Regions from separate parts of the Gossypium hirsutum genome. Here region 2 is linked to region 1. The links are chromatin contacts, called in public Hi-C maps. All regions are on one chromosome and are shown on one strand. Each heading gives the region's core, a stretch centred on a gene start, on an enhancer-like site or on the middle of the called end of the contact. The rest is flanking DNA. Distances are from core to core; before and after follow the strand shown.

Region 1 (4,526 bases), core at 1,527-4,026:
AAGTTCCTTTTCAATCACTTGGAGAGTCTGAAGAGGGAATACCCCTTTCCAGGTTCCAAAAAGATGTCGCATGCTCTGATGCAAGGGAGCATCAACTTGTCTATATGCTTTGCAGAACACCTAAAACCAGCAGTCAATGTAAAACACCATTACACTTGCAATATGAGTATCAAACACATTCTAGATGAACAAATAACTAACACAAAAAGAGGTTTTCAACATTTGGAAGAGTTTGAGACTCTGAGCACAAAGTAAAAATGGATATCTTTGTTAAAGGATATAATCTTTTTCATAGCATACTCGTCAAACACATTCTAGATAAACACAGAAGTTAAACAAAAGGAAAAGAAGTTTTCAGCATTTGGAAGAGTTTGAGACTCTGAGCATAAAGTAAAAATGGATATCTTTGTTAAAGGATATAATCTGTCATAACAGTCTTCTGCAATTTCTCAGACAACAAACATAAGCACATTACAAGACATCCCCCAAGAGCAACAATGCAGCCAAAGGAAAAAGAATGAAATCCTAACCTCAGGTAATCTGGCAGCAAAACATTTAATGTAGTCTCTCCCAATATTCTTTACAATACTATCTAAAAGATAGAGTGATGGCAGCTTTTGGTCACTGGGAACCTGCAAAGTCATTTTTTATCAGCTCTGAAACCACAAAAGCAACCTTCATAATTCTTCATCAAAATACCAATCACATCCATACTACAAGCAATGCTGTAATGAAAAGGAAGACAGTGGAGGGAGGAGGCAGGAGGGAGGATTACAAACAGAAAATTGGGTGAACCAAAAGCTTTCATTCTCCTCATAATGAAAGAAAAAAAAAAGTAAAAAGTTTCACAAATGAAGATTTTCATCGTTAAACAAAGTTCTGGAATGCATTCCTTCTATCAGAGTTGACCGCCTTTTACCTCATCAACTTAGATGTTTAACTTCATTTCCCTAAAATCTGACCTCACCATATCTATTTATGATTTCAGCTTATCCCAGTTTTTCATGACTTTCTACCAGCTTCCAGCCTTAATAAATGGCTCCATCAAAGAGAAAGCATTCTTTCAGATCCAAGCAATTAACATCAGAGGCACCACTATATACTTTGTAGACTTAGAAAGCAGATTTTACGATTTGCTAATGGAAAACCAATGAGTGCTGGGAGCAACAGGGTGCTCAACATAAGCATTCAAAATGACGTTAGCATTTCTAGTTCTATTTACTCATATTGCCAAACAAAATGTGATTTGAGTAGAATAACAAAAATTGCTAGCAAAAGATGATGACATGTAAGCAGGAAAGCACTATACTCACTTGAGAAGGAAAAATGAAATGATGTGGCCATGTAAGGATATTGATGTGAGAAAACCCCGACAAATGGATATAATAGCTTAATGAGATTCCTAACCCAATACAATTCATTAGATATAAGTTTCATAATATTTGGACTCTCTTTATATTCCATTTCAACATACGCCTGTAATGTTTACAGTCTCTATAATTCATTGGCCAGCTGTTTACAAATTCTGGGGTGATCAGAAACATATTAGATCCATGAAAAAAATAGCATAGACATCCAATGAAAGAAGATATTTGCAGGCAACATGGCCTTAGACAGGAACCGCATAGACTAGGAAGTCACATCACAACATATCATTCCTGCATTTGTCACTTAACCAACATTACTGTACTCTCATCACCCGATTTTATACTTGAAATAACTGTGCAAAACATTTTAACAAACCTATTGATGAAAGCAAAACTAAAAGGAATCCATTAATCCCAATTTACACTTACAATCCAAATTATTCTTTTTCCTCTTTTTTTCCACAGTATAGAACTTGCAATTCATTTTCCTGTACAATTCAAATTCAAAAAGAAAGAGAAAGCTTTAATGCATAAGGCACAGCTAAAACTGAGTTCACCTCAAGAATATTAGCGCAGACAGTAGCAGCAACGGCCTTGGCGGCATGAACATTCTCGCCAGCGATTATTGTCAAGTTAGTAATAATTGGTTTCGAGTTAAAAGTGAGCTCAGCTAACGCCGTCTTATACTGGCTAACTAACTCTTGCTGTTGGAGGTGTTGCTGCTGATGTGACACTGGTTGTGGCTCGTAAGCTCCACCGTCGCCACGGGTCAAATCATTGGTGTCGGAATCATTGGACCGGAATCTCAAACCAGAGGCGGGACCAACTGGGTTCGTTCGTTGAGAAAAATGCCGGATATTAGGGTTCGGAGTGAGGTCTTCAGTTAACCGTGGTTTTTTCAAACCAGGTTCTCTTGATCTATCAAATGAGCTACGCGGATTCTCCATGTAAGCAAATCGAAAACCCTAAATTCCTAAATCGATAATCACTATTATTCTCATTTACAGTCAAATTAGCAAATCAATTTACCAAAAGGGGGGAAAATTACAATGTTACAATAGCCTAAATCGAAAAACTTTAAAAAATCCAAAACCCTATACAAGAAAGGGAACAAAATAAAACCCTATGGATTATCATATACAAAAAAAAGAGAGAGAAAAAAGAAAGAAACGATTCTAATTCTATTTCTAATTTCTAAAGGTAAAGGAACAAAGAATATCGATCAAAAAGAAAAAAGGCAGAGAAAATATTTTCAGAAAGAAGAATTTGAAAGAAGAGGCAGAGGCTGGGTGGAGATTAAGGAAGGAGGAAGGTTAAAAGAGGCTAATTGTAAATATGGAGACTGTGGATGTCCAATAATGTAAAGGGCAGTCCAGAAGGTGAGTGGGAGGGTTTAAGATTTGAAACGGGAAATGGGAAACGGAAAATATTATATTTTATAGCCTTGTTTGGTCGGCTTATCTTTGGGCCCTGTAAAGGATAAATACAAATCAACCCAGACCCAACAATTATTTGTAAATAGATCTCAGGCACTTTTACCCAAATAACCCAAAAATATTATATTTACAAAAATAACCTAAGTTTAAAAATAATCACTAAAATAACTTAAAATAAACAGTACTCACTCTTTTTTTGCACTAATGATTGCCTAATCATTGTGTCAGATTTAAAAAAATTATTTTGCTGGGTTTTGGCCTGTCAATGGCCGGAACCCATGTATTTTTTTAAAAATTTTATAATACTGATATACGGATATACGAAAAAGAAAAAAAATTTGGGTGCTGGCCTGTCAATGGCCGGCACCCAGTACACAGTACAAAAAAAAAATTATTTTTTTTTCGTGTCAGAATCAGATATAAAAATACGAAAAAAAATTAAAAAAAAATTTTTTTGGGTGCTGGCTTGTCAATGGCCGGCACCCAGTACAGAGTGCAATTTTTTTTTCTTGTCAGAATCAGATATAAAAATACGAAAAAAAAATTTTGTACTGTGTACTGGGTGCCGACATTGACAGGCCAGCACCCAAAATTTTTTTTTTATTTTTTTCGTATTTTTATATCTGATTCTGACACGAAAAAAATAAAAAAATTTTGTATTGTGTACAGGGTGCCGACCATTGACAGGCCAGCACCCAAAAAATTTTTTTTAATTTTTTTTCGTATTTTTATATCTGATTCTGACACGAAAAAAATAAAAGAAAAAAATTTTTTTTGTACTGTGTACTGGGTGCCAGCCATTGACAGGCCAGCACCCAAAAAAAAATTCGTAATTTTATATCTGATTCTGACACAAAAAAAATAAAAAAAAAAATTTAGTACTGTGTATTGGGTGCCGGCCATTGACAGGCCAGCACCCAAAAAAATTTTTTTAATTTCTTTTCGTATTTTTATATCTGATTCTGACACGAAAAAAATAAAAAAAATTTTGTACTGTGTACTGGGTGCCGGCCATTGACAGGTCAGCACCCAAAAATTTTTTTTTAATTTTTTCTTTTTCGTATATCCGTCTATCAGTATTATACAATTTTAAAAAAAATACATGGGTTCCGATCATTGACAGGCCAAAACCCAAAAAAATAATTTTTTTAAGTCTGACACAATGATTAGGCAGTCATTGGTGCAAAAAAAGAGTGAGTACTGTTTATTTTAGGTTATTTTGGTGATTGTTTTTAAACTTGGGTTATTTTTGTAAATATAATATTTTTTGGGTTATTTGGGTAAAAGGGCCTAGATCTCACAATAGTATATTTATTAGGATAAAACTTAAAATTATATATAAATTTTTATTTAACATACAATTGTATATAAATTTTAATTTGGTGTAACTATGCATGTAAAACTTTAATTAGGTTCAAATGTATACTTAAAACTTTAATTTTGATTTAATTATACACATTTAAAGAAATAAATACATTAATTTATTTTTATATTGGATCAATATAATTATTTATGTATGCAATATATAAACATAAAATGATGTTATATCAATAATTGTGTTAATACTTTACAATAATTGGATCAAATCAAAATTTCATATATAAAATTACACAAAATCAAAGTTCATATATGCAATTGCACATTAAACCATAGTTTATGCATAATTTTGAAATTTATTCCTATATTTGTTTTATATATTGTACTAAGTGTAAAAATAAATTTA
Region 2 (4,544 bases), core at 1,885-4,384, 140 kb after region 1:
TATTTGCATATATTCTTATATTAATATTAATTTTTTGTATTATCCTAAAAAGAAATTAAAATTTCATATTAATCATATTTTTAGTATAAATTATATTAATATATTTTAATATTTATAGCATAACATATTATTAACTATTTAAATAATTTAATTGGATATTTAATAATATTTATTAATTTTTTATTTAAATATATGTTTATATTATAAAAAGTTGTCCATAATATTTAACCCGTGCATCTATTATGATTATATTTGAGATATTATTATAATATTTAAACATATACCCTATTAAATTATTAATATATGTTTAATATACTAAAATATTATTTTGTGATAATATTATATATCCATATATTTTAATATTATACGTCTATTTGGTATAATAATAAATATTTTAAACATATTATAAATATAATATACTAAAATTTTAGTGAATATGTTGTGAATCTTATTATTTTATAACTATATTAAATTTTGGTTCATAAATACTATATTAGTAAAATTTTATAGAGAAATCGAACTGCATATAGGTTGGTGGTATTATTGGTATAAATATTCATTTTCTTTATTTAGTATAAATAATTTTATTAATTTATTTGCACATTATATTAAAATTTTTTCATAATATAATATATTTTAATTTATACAAATATATATATAAATAAATTATTTTTAAAATTCTTACTTATCTAATTATTTAATTATGTTAAATATAAAATTTTATAATTTAATAGATAATAAAAACCAAAAAAATTATCTTTTAAAAAATATAAATTACATAAAAAAAACATAGTATGCCACTTGTCGCTTGTATATTATATTATATATATGATATGCATGTCTAAAATAAATTGAAATTTTCCAAAAAAAATAAATTGAAAATGTATTTGTAAAATTTATTTGGATGCGTCTTTTATCTATATAACTATATATAAAATGAAGGTCCAAATGACCTCCCTCCTATTGACACGTGGGTATTCACCCAGGCTATTTTATTTTTTTACATTTTATAAAAATAGTTTATATTTAATAATTATATTTTAATTTTTAATACAACTCCTCCTAATATTTTCATGTGTTATTAGTTAGTTTAAATAGTTAATATAGTTAAATTTTCGATTAAAAGGTTATATGATTGTATATAATTTGAATATTTAATGGTATGAGTGACAAAACACATCTTTTGGGTTTGCCTTACTTTTTTTTTATTGACATTATAAGACAATGTTTAAATTTTAATTTTATGCTAAAACTTGGATTAAATTCATATACTTTAATTTTTGACATAATTTAGTCATCTTACTTTTATGATGTCATGAATTAGTTTAAAAATATTAACTATTTTAATTACAATGCTATAACCATTTTTTTAAGAACACTATTCCAACAAAAATTTTATCCCATCATGATGAGTTCGAACGCGTGTTTTTAAGAAAAAAATTCACATAAACATTTTCAACATAATTTTTTTATTACAGCACTACTAAGTGATTTTTTTTAATTTTAAAATATCATACTATTAAGGTTCCGTTTGTTTCACTAAAAATGACTTTCAAAAAATGATTCTGGAAAATGATTTACTTTTCTGGAAAAGCTAATATTTTCTGGTGTTTGGATGAATCTGTGTAAAATATTTTTTATTATTTAGTAGATTTCTTAAAAATATTTCATAAAAGTTGTTTTCAATGAAACAAACATACATTTGATATTTTCTTATTTTTTCATTGTTTAATTGAATTTATTTTTATCTGTAATTTTATTTTTTACATTGTTTTTTCATATATTAAAAATATTATGTTAAATTCATGTTCATTACAATTACATGACTACCAAGTGAGTATTTTTTATTTAAAAATGTGACATCAACAAAATTGACAAAAAATTTAACGATGTCAACAATTGGACTTGATTTTTAAATTTGAAAAGTAAATGGACTAAATTCTTGAAAATAAAATTACAAAGACTAAACTGCAAATCTGTGAAGTGTACATAGACTTATGCAATATTTTAACCTTTATACTACAAAATATTTATTATTAATATATTTATAATTGTAATAAATATTTATTATTAAAATATTAATATTGAATATTTTCAATAATATGTGAATAATATTATTTAAAATTTTAAAATTATTGTTTTTAAAATTTATTATTAAAATAAAATTGAAATGTTAAATAATTTATTATATGACTAAATATAAATAATTAAATATGTATTTTAATAATATTGAAAAATATAATATTTTAATATTTTTAAATATTTTAAAAATAAAAATAAAATTTATTATCAATATAATAATATTAAGCTTGATTTAAATTTATTTTTATATAAAAATAAAATCATCTATAGATGAGATCTTTTCCAGAAAATGACTCTTTTTAAAAGGATAAATCATTTTACAGGAAAAATGGCTTACTTTACATTGACCTGTAAGTCATTTTTCATTAATCAAGTAGTTTTCTGTGAAATAAACATAAGAAAATGCAGAAAATATTTTTCGTAAAATATTTTAATGTAAACAAACGAACCCTAAATTTAATTGAAGAATTTTAATTACAATAACAACTAAACTTGAATTTTTAATTTTAAAAAATAGAGGAACTAAATTCTAAAAAATAAATTAAAGAGATTAAATTTCAAATGTATAAAGTGTATAATGATTTAAACCATATTTTAACCTACAAATTTTTACTTTACACTAAACATGAAAACCATACTAATGATTCAGATAGACGTTGTGAACATAAGATAACTTTATTATGTTTGAATATATCAGATAAAATTTGTGCTCCACAGATAATTTTGAGAAAACATTCGATAATGTTATTATTTTAAAATTCGAACATGATATAATTAAAGTTATTATTTAGGAATTTGATTTTTCATTTGATAGTATTATTAGTGGTGAATGAGTGGTCGTGCATACTAGCACTACGTTAACTTTTCAAAGTTGACTTACTAATATAGACCTTATCACTAAAAATCAAAATAAATTTGAATTAAAATTTAAAATTGAATTTGTTAACGTATATACGAATTTGTTATTACACGTGAATATGAGGGTGAATTATGAATCCATATCTTGCTCATACGAACTTTGCTACGTTTTGGATCCTGCCACCGGAACAAATACAATGGTAGTACATACTAGTATTGCACTTTTAACTTTTTCATGGTGAAAATCATGAATTGGAGCTTACCAATAAGGTAAAAAATAATTATAGCCTAATGAATTTAATTTTAAAATTGATTATGTATGTAAATAGGCTTATAAATGAGTATACTATATGTTCCTGTATGTGTGTGAGTTTAAATAAGCTTATGAATGAGTATACTCCTAAGTCCTAACCATATGATTTAAGAGTTTCTACAATTGCAACTTCAAAGGAAACACCAAAAAAAAAAAAATCAAACAGTTATGGTAGTTACATAATTCTCTCAAAAAGTGGGCATATGCTACCCCATAAACTCCCCCTTTGTCAAGCCTCAAGTTCTCAGTTATGCTGCTTCTCATTCAACTAATTTCAGTTACAATCTTTACTTACAAAATTACGAGACAAGAAGATATAATACAACTTTTTCCCGTAATTGCACCTGAAAATTGAATCATCTTTTGCCAAATACAGAATTGACAACAACCCTTTCGACTTTAAGTCCATGTTAAAAATCAGAGGTCCCAATTGGCTATATGAGGAAAAAGAAAAAGACATTTACAACACTGTCCTGCAAAGAATCAACCGAATGCATGTATCAGTTAACGAAACAATGGAGTTAAGACAATAATTCTAACAAAAAATGAAAGAGAACATGCATATCTGCAACCAGCAGATGCATGTCCATTTGCATTTTCACACAGGTTGATGAGCAACATAAAAACAAACATGACAGATGTATGACCAAATGCATACCCTCTAGCTTTTCAGATTGCAAAAGAACTTTAAAAGTGTGTTTGGTTGGGTGGAAAAGTGGAAGGATGGGAGGAGAAAATGGAAAAGTGAAAAGAAAATAAATTTTGAATGTACTTGGTAGGAATGAAAAATGAGAGGAAAGAAATAGAAGAGATGATCATTTTCCATCCTAATGCATAAAAACTAATGATTCCAATGAGGAGAGAAAATAAGAGGGGTATGATAGTTGAAAATTATGCCTTTTTCAAATGTTTTATTTTCTTTCCTTTCATTTTTCAACTCTACCAAACAATGGAATTTCTTTCCATTTTTCCTACCAAGCACACCTATGGAAAGAACAATAATGTTTTCTATCCTTCTTTCCACTCTACCAAACAAAGCCTAAGGGTGTACTTGGTTGGGAGGAAAAGTGGAAAGAAAATAAATTTAGAGTATGCTTGGTAGGGAAGAAAAGTGAAAAGAAAGAAAATAGGAGGGGTGATCATTTTTCATCATAATGCATAAAAACCAATTCTTCCAAATTGAAATGATGAGAGAAGAGAAAATGGGGAGAAGTGAATATTAGTTCAAAATTATGCATTTTTCAAACTTTTTATTTTCTTTTCAAGTTTCAACTCTACCAAGCAATGGGGG

Evidence for each region. A called contact is a pair of places that touch in the nucleus more often than the background predicts.
Region 2: a contact with region 1 is called in a Hi-C map of hypocotyl, with 5 times the contacts expected there. The contact joins the enhancer-like site here to the promoter of LOC107922273 in region 1. A contact is called at or near these places in 4 of 34 Hi-C or Micro-C datasets (callus, hypocotyl, leaf and 1 more).

What each region holds. Positions count from the first base shown.
Region 1 is chrD04:38,248,938-38,253,463 of Gossypium_hirsutum_v2.1, forward strand. It overlaps LOC107922273 (polyadenylation and cleavage factor homolog 4), which reads right to left and starts at 2,777. Exons shown (of 7, transcript XM_016852219.2): 1 at 1,925-2,777; 2 at 531-632; 3 at 1-120. The coding sequence starts at 2,314.
Region 2 is chrD04:38,391,672-38,396,215 of Gossypium_hirsutum_v2.1, forward strand. It overlaps LOC107922105 (serine/threonine-protein kinase CTR1), which reads right to left. Exons shown (of 16, transcript XM_016851950.2): 16 at 3,404-3,726. Among protein-coding and RNA genes, the nearest start is that of LOC107922105, 16 kb to the right of the region's middle. Within about 2 kb of position 3,135, at least 2 of the 9 cell types and tissues checked have an H3K27ac peak or open chromatin away from gene starts, as enhancers often do. A contact at or near this core is called in hypocotyl, where this site is marked.